2 separate regions of the Zea mays genome follow, and region 1 is linked to region 2. Evidence: chromatin contacts called from public Hi-C data. All regions are on one chromosome and are shown on one strand. The core of a region is the stretch at or near the end of the contact, and the rest is flanking DNA. Distances in the headings are between cores, read along the strand shown. Region 1 holds the start of LOC100275177 (embryo sac development arrest 6). Region 2 holds the start of LOC100282274 (enzyme of the cupin superfamily).

Region 1 (6,412 bases), core at 3,608-6,107, 310 kb before region 2:
ATGTCGATGCAGTGAAGTTGAGGAAAATAGATCGAGGTAGAAAACTCCGAGGATCGAACGAATCTGATACCAATTGTTAACACAACTGAAGGGATTGAGATCGGACAGCAAAAGGGAAAGACAGAGGTAGGAAGCTAGGAGTTGTATTCTTCAGTAAAATGGGAATACAGAGAGAACAGCCCAGGAAAAAGACAGCTAGACCTAGATGTAGAAGGAGTAGAGGAGCTTGAGGTGGAAGATGAATAGGAGTCCGTAGTGTTCAGAATATTTCTTTGATGATGCTCGCCTCCCCTTGTTCTTGCTCCTTATAGTGCTCATTTCAGCTAGTTGGGCTGGTGTGTACCATATGGGCCTGGTTCCTAACAAAGACCGAACCGGAACCAGGGCTGGGCGGCGGCACAGAAAAGCACCAGGGAGAGGAAGGAGATGGGTGCGCGGCCGGCCTGGAGGAGCAGGGGCTGGGCACCATGGGCAAGCGCAGGGGAGAAGCATCTCCTGCCGCCGGCGTCCACGGGAAGAAAGGCAGGGTCGGCTGCACGAGGGAGAAGAAGTGCCCAGGCAGCCCACGCAAACGGCAGATAAAAGGGAAAAACAATTGTTGCAGGCCAGCTGCAAAGCAGGATGTTTGCAGCCCTCACAAAAAAAAGATAGGCTTCACCCGCAGGTCCATCAGATAACGTTTTTAGTTTGTGGATAGGATTTATCTTTCTTTTTGTAAGGGGCTGCAAACATCCTGGTTTACAGTCGGCTTGTAGCAAAAAATTTTTCCGATAAAAGGGATCCCTAGATAAAAAGCAGCCAGGAAAAGAAATCGGCAAGAGTGGTGGGAGGATAGAAACGGTAGGATATTTTCCTTTTTTATTTCTTTTCTTTTTTATTTTTGAAATTCGCAGATATTTCTAACTCCAGATTTTAGCGAAAAATGGGTCGAATAATTAGGATTGATAACAACAATTTGATTTGGTAAATTTTTCGAAATCAGTTGAGTTTTCATTCGTGATTTATATCTGGAGATTCAGATCGAGACGAGAACACACGGGCCAACTACACGGATTTCGGCTTTGGTATTTTAATTTACGACTGATTTCGTTGAAGTTAAACCGATTAGAAATTATTCGAGTTCGGCTCTAATTACCTTTATCTGTTTTAATCAATTCATTACCAAATACTCCTGATTATTAATCTCGCGCTTGATTTCTCTCGGACGATGCGCGATTCGGATTATTTTGCCTCGAACATTTTAGGCGTCGAGTTCAAATTAATCTGCTCGGAATAAAATCATCAAAGTGGGGCGGCTTCCGAATTCGTATTCGCGCGAGCAATGAATTTTAAATAATCACCGGACGCACCGATTTTCGGAACAACGATGTTCCGAACATCACGAAAATTTAAGAAGAGCCCGGATAGATAGAAATAAAAACGATGTCGCGCTCGCGATAGACGACACCGATGCGATATTAAAATCGCGATAAGCAAAGATGATTAAAATTTAAAATCTGTTTTATCCACTGATTACATGCTTAAATCCGTACTCGTTGTCGAGCGAAATATAAACACCTGGGGTGTTACAATGATATTGGTTGGGAAGGGTGAGGTCGTACCCACAATGCAATCAATAGTTGAGCGAAGTAAATCAATCATATGGATCCTCCCCAAAAAATACCAATAATAAATAGATTTAATATCAAAGTGAGCATATTGTCTATAGACCAGATATTAAAATGATAAGAATAAATATTACACTTTATTTTATCCAAAAGACCGAGAAAATATGAGTTGAAAAAGAACCCAATCCTTATTTTTATAGAGCTCTCTGTAGCTCATCATCCTTCAGCTAACGGGGTGTTACTATATGTGTACGACTTCCTGCCGTATTGGGTTTGGTGGCTTTTCACGATATATATATGGTAAAAACCTTGATAACTTATAACTCAAGACATTGACTCCATATAAACACATGGTATGACTGCCGATTAAAGACCCACAACATCTTCCACTAAACCTATGCCCTTTTATTTTTCTTAGACACACATTAAACACACAATTCATGGACCGTAAAGATGTCTCTGGCTGTTGCACAATAATCTGATAGAGAAGAAAACATGACTCAACAATTATCAAACAGAGGCAATGCGAGGATTCATGATGTAGCATGCATGAGTTGAGCGGTGTCCAGTATCGTCTTGCGTCATGCACGAGGGATAGTTAATTTCGATCCAGCTACAAGAAACAGATGAGCTAATGAACCAAATGCCTCGAACAACAGTCGTCCATGCTTTGCATCAGAAGGCCACCAACCATCTTCATCTCGTTCCCAACTGGCCTAGCTCTGGCGAAACGGTACACACTCAACTTCGAATGGAGCTACAATAAAATGCTCGCCAAGGACCTGTCGCAAGCGCGGGACAGCCTTGTAGCTCGTCACTCCTGAGGAAACACTTCTCCTAGCCGATAGCAATGACATATGACGTTTCGTCTCTCTTCTCCGCCACAGCACTCGTGACGATGGCGCTCATCATGCTCATCGGCGACGGCAGTACTACGTGCCACACCATGCGACATCTTGCTCACACCCCGGCCCCATCGCTCCTGTCGTCGTCCTGGGAATTTCTGTCGTGCTGAAGCCGCCTATTGCGCCCGTGGCCACCCTTCACTGATGCTCGCCATACCGATGGTTCCCGCGGTGGGCACCGTGCCATAGATCCATGTGGTGCCGAACACCGCCACACTGCCCCTATGTCTACTGTAGTACCCACCGCATTCCAAAAGTGACGCTGCCGCCAATGCCCGTCATCGTGCCTAAGGTTGGTGACTTGTCATCGATGCCCTCCATCCCGGCAGCGTCGGTCTCCATTAGGTCCCATGAACGTGACACGAACTCGGTGGACAGGCCTGTGAAGATGTCCATGGAGTCAGTGAGCCAGAAACTCAGATGTACATATGTGCGTATCTTGGAGGACGTAGGCAAGTCGGAGTAGCTAGAGAGCGTCAGGGCACCGACGGCAAGCAGATCCACCACCGCTATCGCTTGAGGGGCCTCGGTACCACCTTTTGTAGCTAGGTTGGTGGGCGGATTAGGATGAGTAAAACGGCTCCACCCAGTAGCTATTGAAACTGCTTTCCTCGCATTTCTATGTATGGAAGACGCAGCGTGTGTGGGTATGTTGAAACCGCTTTCCTCGTCCCCTAGGGAGCGACGCGCATGGGTTGTTGGGCTCCTGTCGCGGTGCATTTGGCGCGAGCCCACTTGTTGTGCCGGTCGTTGTTATGAATGGAAGACATGGCGTCCGTAGGTTTGTGTCATTGTGTGGGTGATTGAGGCACTCGCGCGCCGTGCGGGGCATGGATTCGTTGAGGATGGGGAGTGGATAGACGAATTGGATTAGATGCGATTGATGTGAAGAGAATGTGTCTTGTGAGCCATTTCAAACAATAGAAGGAGTTATTTGTAAAAATATGACGCGGGACGACCGTCGAAACTGGTGCTTTAATATAGTAGAGATTTGGATACTATCGTGTTCACCTTAATCCATGTGTATTGAGGTGGATTGGAAAACTGAAACTAATTTACAACACATTCCACTTCAATACATGTGAATTGAGGTGAATACGAGAGTATCCAAACAATGCCTAATTGGGTGGAACCAAACACCCTCTTAGTTGTGGTGGAACCAAACACGCTCTTATACCACTCGTTAGATATTGTACCCACAAGTAGAATTGCTAGACCTAGGTAACAATGGTAGCAAGGTACTAGGTTGCCTGTGGGTGAGTGTAACCCGCGAAGTTGTAGTCGCTGCTTGCAAGAATAATCTTAAGCTGGCTCCCTAGTTTTAGACCTAAGTTCAATAAGTTGGCTTGTAGTTGTTCTTAGGGTTTTTTGGTCGCACTATGGCTGTGAAAAAACCTTTTATGGGCTTTGAGCTATGAAAAAGTTGTTGTGCATTGTGAGCTATAAAAAACTAAAAGTCGTTTGGATAAAACTGCTAAAAGCCGCTGAAAGCTCTTCTATATACATTTTCAAGTTCTTCCGTCTGAAAGCTGCAAAAAGTTGTTTTATAGGTCAATTTTGCAGTGCAAGAAAGTTGGCTTTTTTAAAAAAAACTTATTGACTGGATTGAAGCATTTGGTTTAGTTTTTTATTTTTGGGACAAAAGGCACAGCCAAAAAGTTAAATCACACACACAATCTTATTCAATTTTGACAAAAGGCCCTTTTATTTCTTACAAGAGCTCAATTAGGCCATGTTCGGTTTGGAGTGGTTTAAGTGGATTGGAGGTGATTGAGTCCCTTCATATTTAATTTTAAATACGAAATAATTTAATTCATCCAATCCCCTTCAAATCTCTTACAAACGAACAAGACCTTAACGAGGTGTTTAAAGTTTAACTAGTGTTACATCTAATATTTAAATATTATGTATTAAATAAAGATTTAATTAGGTTTAATAAATGTGTCTTATATTTTATTTGTTATATGTGTAATTAGTTTTATAATTATACTATATTTTATATTCATAAATATGAATTAAATATTCACTATGACATGTAATAAACTTTAGTGTGATAAACTTTAGTGAGTTAAACTAAACACCCATAAATAACCTGCTAGATATAATGACGATTCTATCCTGACTACTCGACCACAAGCCCAAAAAAACCATCGAGTAACCCCTGCACCTCTGCCGGACAGGTCCAGACTCATCCAGAACGCGATGGTAGATTTGTTATTTATAGCAAATGCAATGGGCGGAGATAACCCGACTGCCTATATATACAACCACCCGCTGCCCTTCCCCGGCCCCTGCACCCGCTTCACTCCCCATTCATTCTCCGATCCCCTTCCCAGCGGGCAGCGGCCGCACCACGCCTGTTCGCCTCTCGCGGGACCCAGCCCCAGCGGGACCCACGCGGCCACGCCCCACGCCTTCATTCCTCCCTTTCTCGGCCTCAACCGCTTCCTTTTTCCCCTTGTACCATTTGTCCATTTTCGTGTCCCACCAGTCGCGGTCGGGCGATTCCGTCTCTGGCATAGCAAGCAGGCGCGTCCGGGCCGTCGAGGTCGAGCTGTGGATCCACGCGGAGATGCAAGCGCCACGTGGCGATGGCTTCCTCGGGAAGCGGAAGGAGCGCGACTATTGCCCGCATCCCTCAGTGTCGCCGACGGAGCAGGCAGCCCCGCTGCAGCGGCAACCGCCGCCGTTCGCTAGGCCCGACCCGCGTGGCGTCAAGCTGGATCGCCCGGCGGTGAGGTTTGGCGCGAAGCCGCCGCTCCCTCAACAGGGGGCCAAGGTCGGGGGCAACGGCAACAAGCTGCTGGCAGGGTATCTGGCGCACGAGTTCCTGCGGTGCGGCACGCTCCTCGGCGAGCGGAGGCTCGAGCCACCCCGCCTGAAGGAGAAGGATCCCGCCGCCCCCTCCCCCGCCCCAACCCCCGCTCCGGAGCCGAGCAGGCGCTACGCGGACGTTTCGCGCCTGCTTATGACGGGCGGGGCCCGCATCCCCGGCGTCGTCAACCCGTCACAGCTCGGACGCTGGCTCCGGATTAAGGAGTGACCGGGTGGCCATGACACTGGTGGCCGCGGCCCGCGGCATGGCCGCATTGCCTACTGCTTCGCCTCGGCGGCGGCCGATCAGAGGAACCGTTGCTTTTGAACGTAGCAGGCTGGTTTGTCATTCCTCTGTCTTTCTTTCCCTTCAAAATTTTCGTGTGGTAATTAGCAAATGAACTCCTCCTGTCAAAAATTTAGTGTAGTTGTTGGATGAGAAACTGGAGACGGTACACTGGTACTGTTGCTAGCTTTCGCTGAAATCCTCTTCATCGGCAAAAACCTGTGATGCATATGGCGTGGGTGAATGAATCCACCATCGATGTAAATACATGGTAATGCTTTGGTAGTAGCATAAGAAGTGTCTGTTACTGTAACAAGTAACTAAGTATTAGTTTGAATTGACATCATCATCTGGGCTTTCTGTGACAAATCCAAATGCATGGTTCCCGTATTTGGTGGAAATGATGCTGGCAATTTTACCTCTCGTCCGCGAATGTCCATGTTTACTCATTGTTTCGTTAAGCAATAAATACAGTAGGTTTATTTGCATCTTGAGTTCTCGTCCAGCCCCGCACACGTTACTGTCTTCGTGGTTTCGGAAGACATTTGGGGCCTTGCTTCGATGTCTTGCTGGCCAATGTACTACCATGCCCAGCAAGAAAACAGAACTGAGCAAGTGTTCGGATCCTGGCTAGCTTGTCTTGTAACATGTGCAGGCAGGTTTTCGCTTGCTCAGCCAGGCCAGGCGAGGTTAAGGCATCCAGCAATCCAAGGATCCTCTCTGGTTATCTCCAGCAGATACGAAGTCCTCTTGGGTCCCGTTTGGATAATTTTTTTTTCTGTAAGCTGCAATGGATGGAA
Region 2 (6,464 bases), core at 2,440-4,939:
GAGCCAGCAACACTCTTGCTGAAGCCCTGATGCACACTATACATGACCTGCAGAACTCGAAAGCATCTTCACTTGGGATAGAAAAAGATGTAAGACAGCTCTCATTTTTTTGTGGGTTTGAACTGTAGCATTTGAGGCTTATCTACCATACAGTGTGTAGCTTTATATGGGCACAGGGGAATGGAACAATGGCATCATCCTCAAGCATTCAAATGATAGGGAGAAGGGTAAAATTGGGGAGATATATAGGAGAAACAACTGTATAGTTTCATTGTAGCTTTGATATATGTATACTACACTTTCGGTATAAAGTGGTTAATTTACCCCTATTGTCGTTAGACACAGAAAAATAAGTCAACCTTGTTTTTTCTGGCTTCAAGAATACTAAAACATGGATATGGATAAAGTAAGGAGTAGACTGAGAAGACAGTGAGGTGTAGCATGGATATGGATTGTGAATTCTGCCTCTTGATGAAAAAGACGTCAACGGACATGTTCTAAAATAATTTGTAAATTCTGAATCCTACTAACTGTGCTGGTGCTGCCAAAGAGGAAGATATTAATATGCCATGTGTTGTTTTGCAGGATTTGCAGAACATACTGTCTAAGTTGTGTGATCAGTACCAGTATTGCCTTTATTGTGGATGCAAAGTGAACTTTGTTCTAGAAACTCAATTTTTTTATACATCTTCTATACCTTTTTTAAACTGGATGCCTTTTCCTACTTTGTTCAGTATGAATCACCAGAAGTGCTGGCAAATGAATGCCCCGGTCCTGATGAGGATGACCATTGATTAGTTGTGTGAAGGTGACAAAGAATTGTCTTTGATACAAACAGGTGATGGTTCTATACTCACCATCATCACAATGATGTTCAGTCATGATTGGTGTACTTCATTGGATCCCCAATACATTGGAGCACAAACTTTGTGGTTTGTGCTCTTGTCGTCATCATACGAACACACTAAGCAATAGAATAGCTTGTTTTGTTGGATGCACCCTTCTTTGATTTCCTCATTATGTCTGCCTTTTCTATTTGTTTAGATCTTGCCTTATTTTGGGTGTGGCTGTTCTTCTCACGCAGGTTGTTCTCTGTGTGTGGCCAAAGGGAAGAAGAAATCACATTTTGACGATTAACACAAGTAGTTCCCCTTCCTTGGTCTCCCTTAGAAGTCACATTTTGATGATAGAACTTTGTATACTTAACATGTTCCTTAGAAGTTAGAATATTACGTATCCAGTAAAACAGATTTCAAAAGTTATGTTCTCGTCATGGATTATCTTTATTCTTTGTTTTCATGCAAAATATAATTTTAGAAGCATGCATGTACGTGCATGCTCTTTGTAATTTCAAATTTTCATAGAAATATACCTGGTGTATATCTCTTATCTCTCATACTGAAATTGCAAAAAACACTAGAATCTATCAAAAGTTTATTTTATACTTATTCATCTGAATATCTAAACTCTATTTATCTATGATGGAGAATTTTTTGATTTTGTTATTAATTTACACTATCCTTCTATGGAATCAACGTATTTTATTTGAGATGTCAATGACAAAGCACATGTACAATCTTATATTATTTTTAGGTATACAAACATCCACTTTTAGTACTGCTAACAAAAGTATAGAATAACAATTAGTTTTTTGCATATCAATGCATTTTATCATAGTACTTTGCATCTCAATGTATTTTACCATTATATCTTGACTCCGTAGCAACGCACGGGCATACACCTAATAAAAGTATTAAGAATTATATTATTATATCTAAAGATAGGCCTTATTTTAGTTTTTTTACAGTGCCACAAATTTTTACGGCTCGGTGCTGTCTCTGTATACTATTTAGAGACATGAGAAAGATATTCAATTAATGTAAACACGAGATCAATAGTATCTAATGAAATTTACTCTTTGTTTGACCAACGCTGCAATTGGTTAGAACTTTCGAATACTCTCGATGTCCCAAAATAAAATTTGTTTTAGATAATTAATAGGTTCATACAATACTTAATATATTTGTTTTATATATATGTCTAGATCTATTTTCATTCATCTAATATAGACATAAAAAACAAGAGATAAAATGACTACTATTTTGAGATAGAGAGAGTATTAAAAATAATTATCTACTGGGTCTAGGCGTCTAGCTCTAGGCTCTAGTAATTTGTTTTTGCTTTTTACATGACATCCTATATTTATATGTCTATTGAACAGTGCATCAAATTCATATCTTTCCGCCGGAATCCAATTAGAAAATATCACAATATGATTCACGTTATAAAAAACGTAAGAAATCGAAAATTTAACTCAGGTATGTTTCATGATATATTCATTATCTTATTACAATGCAAAAGTATTATATATTGTTTAACAATTATTACAATATTAATATTAAAAATTATATTATTTTGTCTAAAGATAGGTCTTATTTTAGTTTTTTGTATAGTGCCACAAAAAATTTCCGGCACGGCCATATCTCTGTATACTATTTAGAGACATGAGAAACATATTCAATTAATGTAAACACGAGATCAATAGTATCTAATGAAATTTACTCTTTGTTTGACCAACGCTGCAATTGGTCAGATTTTCCGAATACTCTCTCATAAATTAAAATTCATTTTAGATAATTAATAGATTAATACAATACTTAATATATATGTTTATATATATCTATATCTATTTTTATTTATATAATATAGACATAAAAAACAAGAAAAAACAAGAGATAAAATGACTACTATTTTAAGATAGAGGTATTATTAAAAAAAACAACGCAGGCCAAGGGCGCTGGTCAAAGAAGCATCCAAGATGGATTGCACTCGGACGAATAAACAAGGGGTACTTTGAACAGCCCCTGCATTGACCGGGTTTCTTTTTTCAGTTGCCGGATGAATATCTACTGGCCTACGCGCTACGCTACGCGGGAGCTAGATGCGCTGCATCCCTCCCAGTTTTTTTACACGACAGAGAAGGCTATGGGCTATATGTAACCAAATTAGCTAGGAAATTAAGCTAATCATCACAATTAAGCGAGCAGCCGAACCAATAATCGGGACCAAATCAGCGGAGCCGGGCCGGGAGCGATGTGCGTCAGCCGTCAGGACGAGTCGAACTTGTAGTACTTGTCGACGGCGGCGGCGACGTCCCAGGTGCAGCTGAGCCCCTTGGGGAAGACGACGAGGTCGCCGGCGCCGAACTCCACGCACTCCGACGACCCCTTGATGTGCGCCCGCACCTTGCCCTTGAGCAGGTAGCACGTCTGCCGCGCGTCGAACTTCACCGGGAACTTCCCCGGCGGGCAACCCCACCTGCACACGCACGGCAGCAGTTACATACGCCACGGCGATCAGGAGCTGGGGACGAGAAACCAAGAAGTAAACTAGCGGGCAGTGATCGGCGGCAGCGGTGCTCACTTGGGCCAAGACCTGACGCCGAGCTGCTGCAGGCGCGACTCCGGCGGGTTGCGCTCGACGGCGATGGAGAGGCCGCCGCCAAGAGGGTCGGTGTCCATGCTGTCCGGTTTCGAGCCCGAGGCCATGGGCGGGCGTGGCAGCGCGCTACAGCCTGGAGGAGATCGACGGAGAATGGTAGCTCGGGAGGAGGAGCAACAGCTCGCAGTTATGGAGAGGCTGCGTAAGTTTGGTAGGCGTTGAGGCTGAAGTGAGGTGAGGAGTTCTGGTAGTGGGGGGAAGGAGGGTCCGAGGGCAGTTGGGAGCGGAAGCTTTTCCGGCTGACGCCTGTAATAAACCGGAGAGCAATAATAAAAAGCGTGACAAATATTTTATTATTTTCTTTTATGCATGTGCCATGTGCATAAGATTAGACTTTGGGATGCTTGATAATGTGTGGGTAAATGATCAGCGCTTAGGAATGGATAATTAGTTCACAAAATACTTCCTCCGTACTCAAACACAAGGAATCGAAGTTTGTTCCGAGTGAAACTTAGGTCTCTATAGAGTAAATTGTTAACCAGCTAATAAGTTGTTAGTTAGCCGGCTAACTAAATAGTTAGGGGTGTTTCAAACCTAAAGCTAATAGATTGTTATGAGCTAAATGTAATTGCTGCCATTGTCTCTTTCTCTTTGTTTTTGAATCATATTTCTATCCAGTATGCTACTATTGCTATGAATATTTGGGAAATAAAAAATTTCAAATAAAAAAATAAAATATTATAAATAGTATATAATTTTTTTTTAAAAATACCACACAAGTGGGTTCCACAAACTTAAATTTCATACAAAATAAATAAATTGTTCAACACAAACCGACGGGCAGTGCACCTAGCTAGGTCAAGAGCCAGGGCAGGAGAAGCTCAGAGAAAGACTGACTTCTTTGTAAGGGAAAAATCGACGGTTAGGTAGAAAGTGCCAGAGATAATTCGATCATCAACTACCTATTAGCTGATTTGTCTAGATTAGAACAGTTAACAACTAATGGCTATTTGGGATATAGCTAACAAACAGTCGGTCCATTAGTTGACCCATTCTAAACCACTCAACTAATATTAGCCGCTAACTATTAGTTTTAGAGATTTAGAACATAGCCTAATTTAAATAAATTTATAGAGAAGATGGTTAATATCTAACATATCAAATAGATCACTTATGACAATGTATTTCATAATGTATTGAATAACAATGCTAATTTGATATTTTTATTATTGTTATTATTATCTATAAACTTGGTCAAATTTATGATGATTTGATTTAGGATGAAATTTAATCTCTTATAATTCTTGGTATATCTTAATATATCAGTTTAAACTTTACCAAAAAATAGCAAATTAAAGCATATGTATTTATTAACCCAAAAATATTATAGTAAAAAACCAATTGATGACTAGTGTTGACTATAGCAACATTAGTAATCACGAAAATAGAGTATCGCGTTGTTGAGTCTTGGAAAACCAATAGATGTATACTCAAATAAACTGGTATCCAACTAAGACATTGTTTGACACACTTTATTCACAAATTTAAGCAGAAGTTGTACTAACAGATGTTTCTACAATAATTTATTAGTCTAGTTACTTCTTGTGATGAATTAAAAACTAGCAATAAGGAGCTACATTATTTTTCAACAAGCAGCATATATGCCAAACACTACCTAACACTGGCGAGTAATATTGGTTATTATGGTTGCTCGTTAATGGCGAAAACACCACAATAGTCAACATTAAGCAGAAGCTTGGGGTTTCTATAGCACCTATGGAGTGTTTGGTTTGGTGAAACAAGCTACTATAGTTCATCCATTATGGATTCATTCGTTAATTTTAGTTAGAATGGCTTTGCTCTCATAGTAGTACTAGTAATTATTAGTTTGCGATGAATGAGGTAATGAAAGATTAACCATCTTGTTTTGCAAATAAAACTGAGAAATGAAATGATGATAGACTGCCTCGTTGCATAAACTAGATTAAACACCTCGCTAAAAGAAAGGATGTGCATTGTGTCCTAAGGTTTAAAATAGCGGGCTATAGCTCAACTATAGCCTTTTGGAAGACATAAAGCTATGATATTTCACTTTTGGACGCTATTCAGCTACAACCCCTATAGCCTAATTTAGCTTCGCTGAATGCCGTAGCTTTAGCGAAATAGCCACACTATTTCTATTTTTCATGGCGGGCCAAAAAATTAATGAATGTAATAAAGAAGGATGAGGAAACTCAATGATATTAATGAATGTAATGAAGATCAACCTGAACTTGCTTCATACATAACAATCCGAACTCGCTTTATACACAATAAGATGATGCACATGATATTGACATGGATCAATAGTCTTCAAGTGCTCATTCTTCTTATTCAGATGACTCTATGTTTGATCAATAGATTGCACTAGTAAGTTTTTTTTGTATGTACTAAATCATGATATTGTGTTGCTATTATGTTAGCGAGATGATAAATTCTTTACTACTCTAGTATTTTAGAACTAAGTAAACTTATTAATTACATGTTGTGTAGCTACCTAGCTAGTGGCTAACTATGTTACTAAAGTGCTAAACACTTGAATTCCATGAATCATGTATTGTGTAATATCCCTAGCCTCTTAGAGCCTTGGAAACATATTGGTCTTAGCCAAATATCTTGACTTCCATATTTTTACAAAAAAATACATATTTTTATTTTTTTATAAATCTGATATTTGTTCTAACTGCGTTATAGATGCGCAATAGCCTTGTAGCCTCAAAAACATTATGCCCCTAGACCACTATTTTAAACCTTGTTATGTCCCATTCTACCAAGGAACAAATAAGTCATTTTGAAAATAAGCAAATATGTAGACCCCCAATTCACGAAGGAGATTTTGACAGTTATAAACCTATATAATTTTTTCTATGTGACCCTTCGGAATAGAGGATCGACTATCTTGAAACCCTACAACAAGGCTATATAATGGCTCAATTCATACAAAATTGGGAGGAAATATAACACAATGTCCAATTTTTTTGAAA

What was found. Hi-C and Micro-C count contacts between places; a contact is called where the count stands out from the background.
Region 1: a Hi-C map of bundle sheath shows a contact between it and region 2, with 4 times the contacts expected there. The contact joins the promoter of LOC100275177 here to the promoter of LOC100282274 in region 2. A contact is called at or near these places in 2 of 25 Hi-C or Micro-C datasets (bundle sheath and endosperm).

What each region holds. Positions count from the first base shown.
Region 1 is chr4:146,712,546-146,718,957 of Zm-B73-REFERENCE-NAM-5.0, reverse strand. It overlaps LOC100275177 (embryo sac development arrest 6), which reads left to right and starts at 4,857. Exons shown (of 1, transcript NM_001365865.1): 1 at 4,857-5,926. The coding sequence starts at 5,085. The coding sequence ends at 5,555.
Region 2 is chr4:146,397,268-146,403,731 of Zm-B73-REFERENCE-NAM-5.0, reverse strand. LOC100282274 (enzyme of the cupin superfamily) reads right to left here and starts at 3,689. Exons shown (of 2, transcript NM_001155186.2): 1 at 3,424-3,689; 2 at 2,738-3,318. The coding sequence starts at 3,548. The coding sequence ends at 3,108. LOC103653785 (transcription factor bHLH130) reads left to right here. Exons shown (of 4, transcript XM_008680588.3): 4 at 1-286. The coding sequence ends at 22.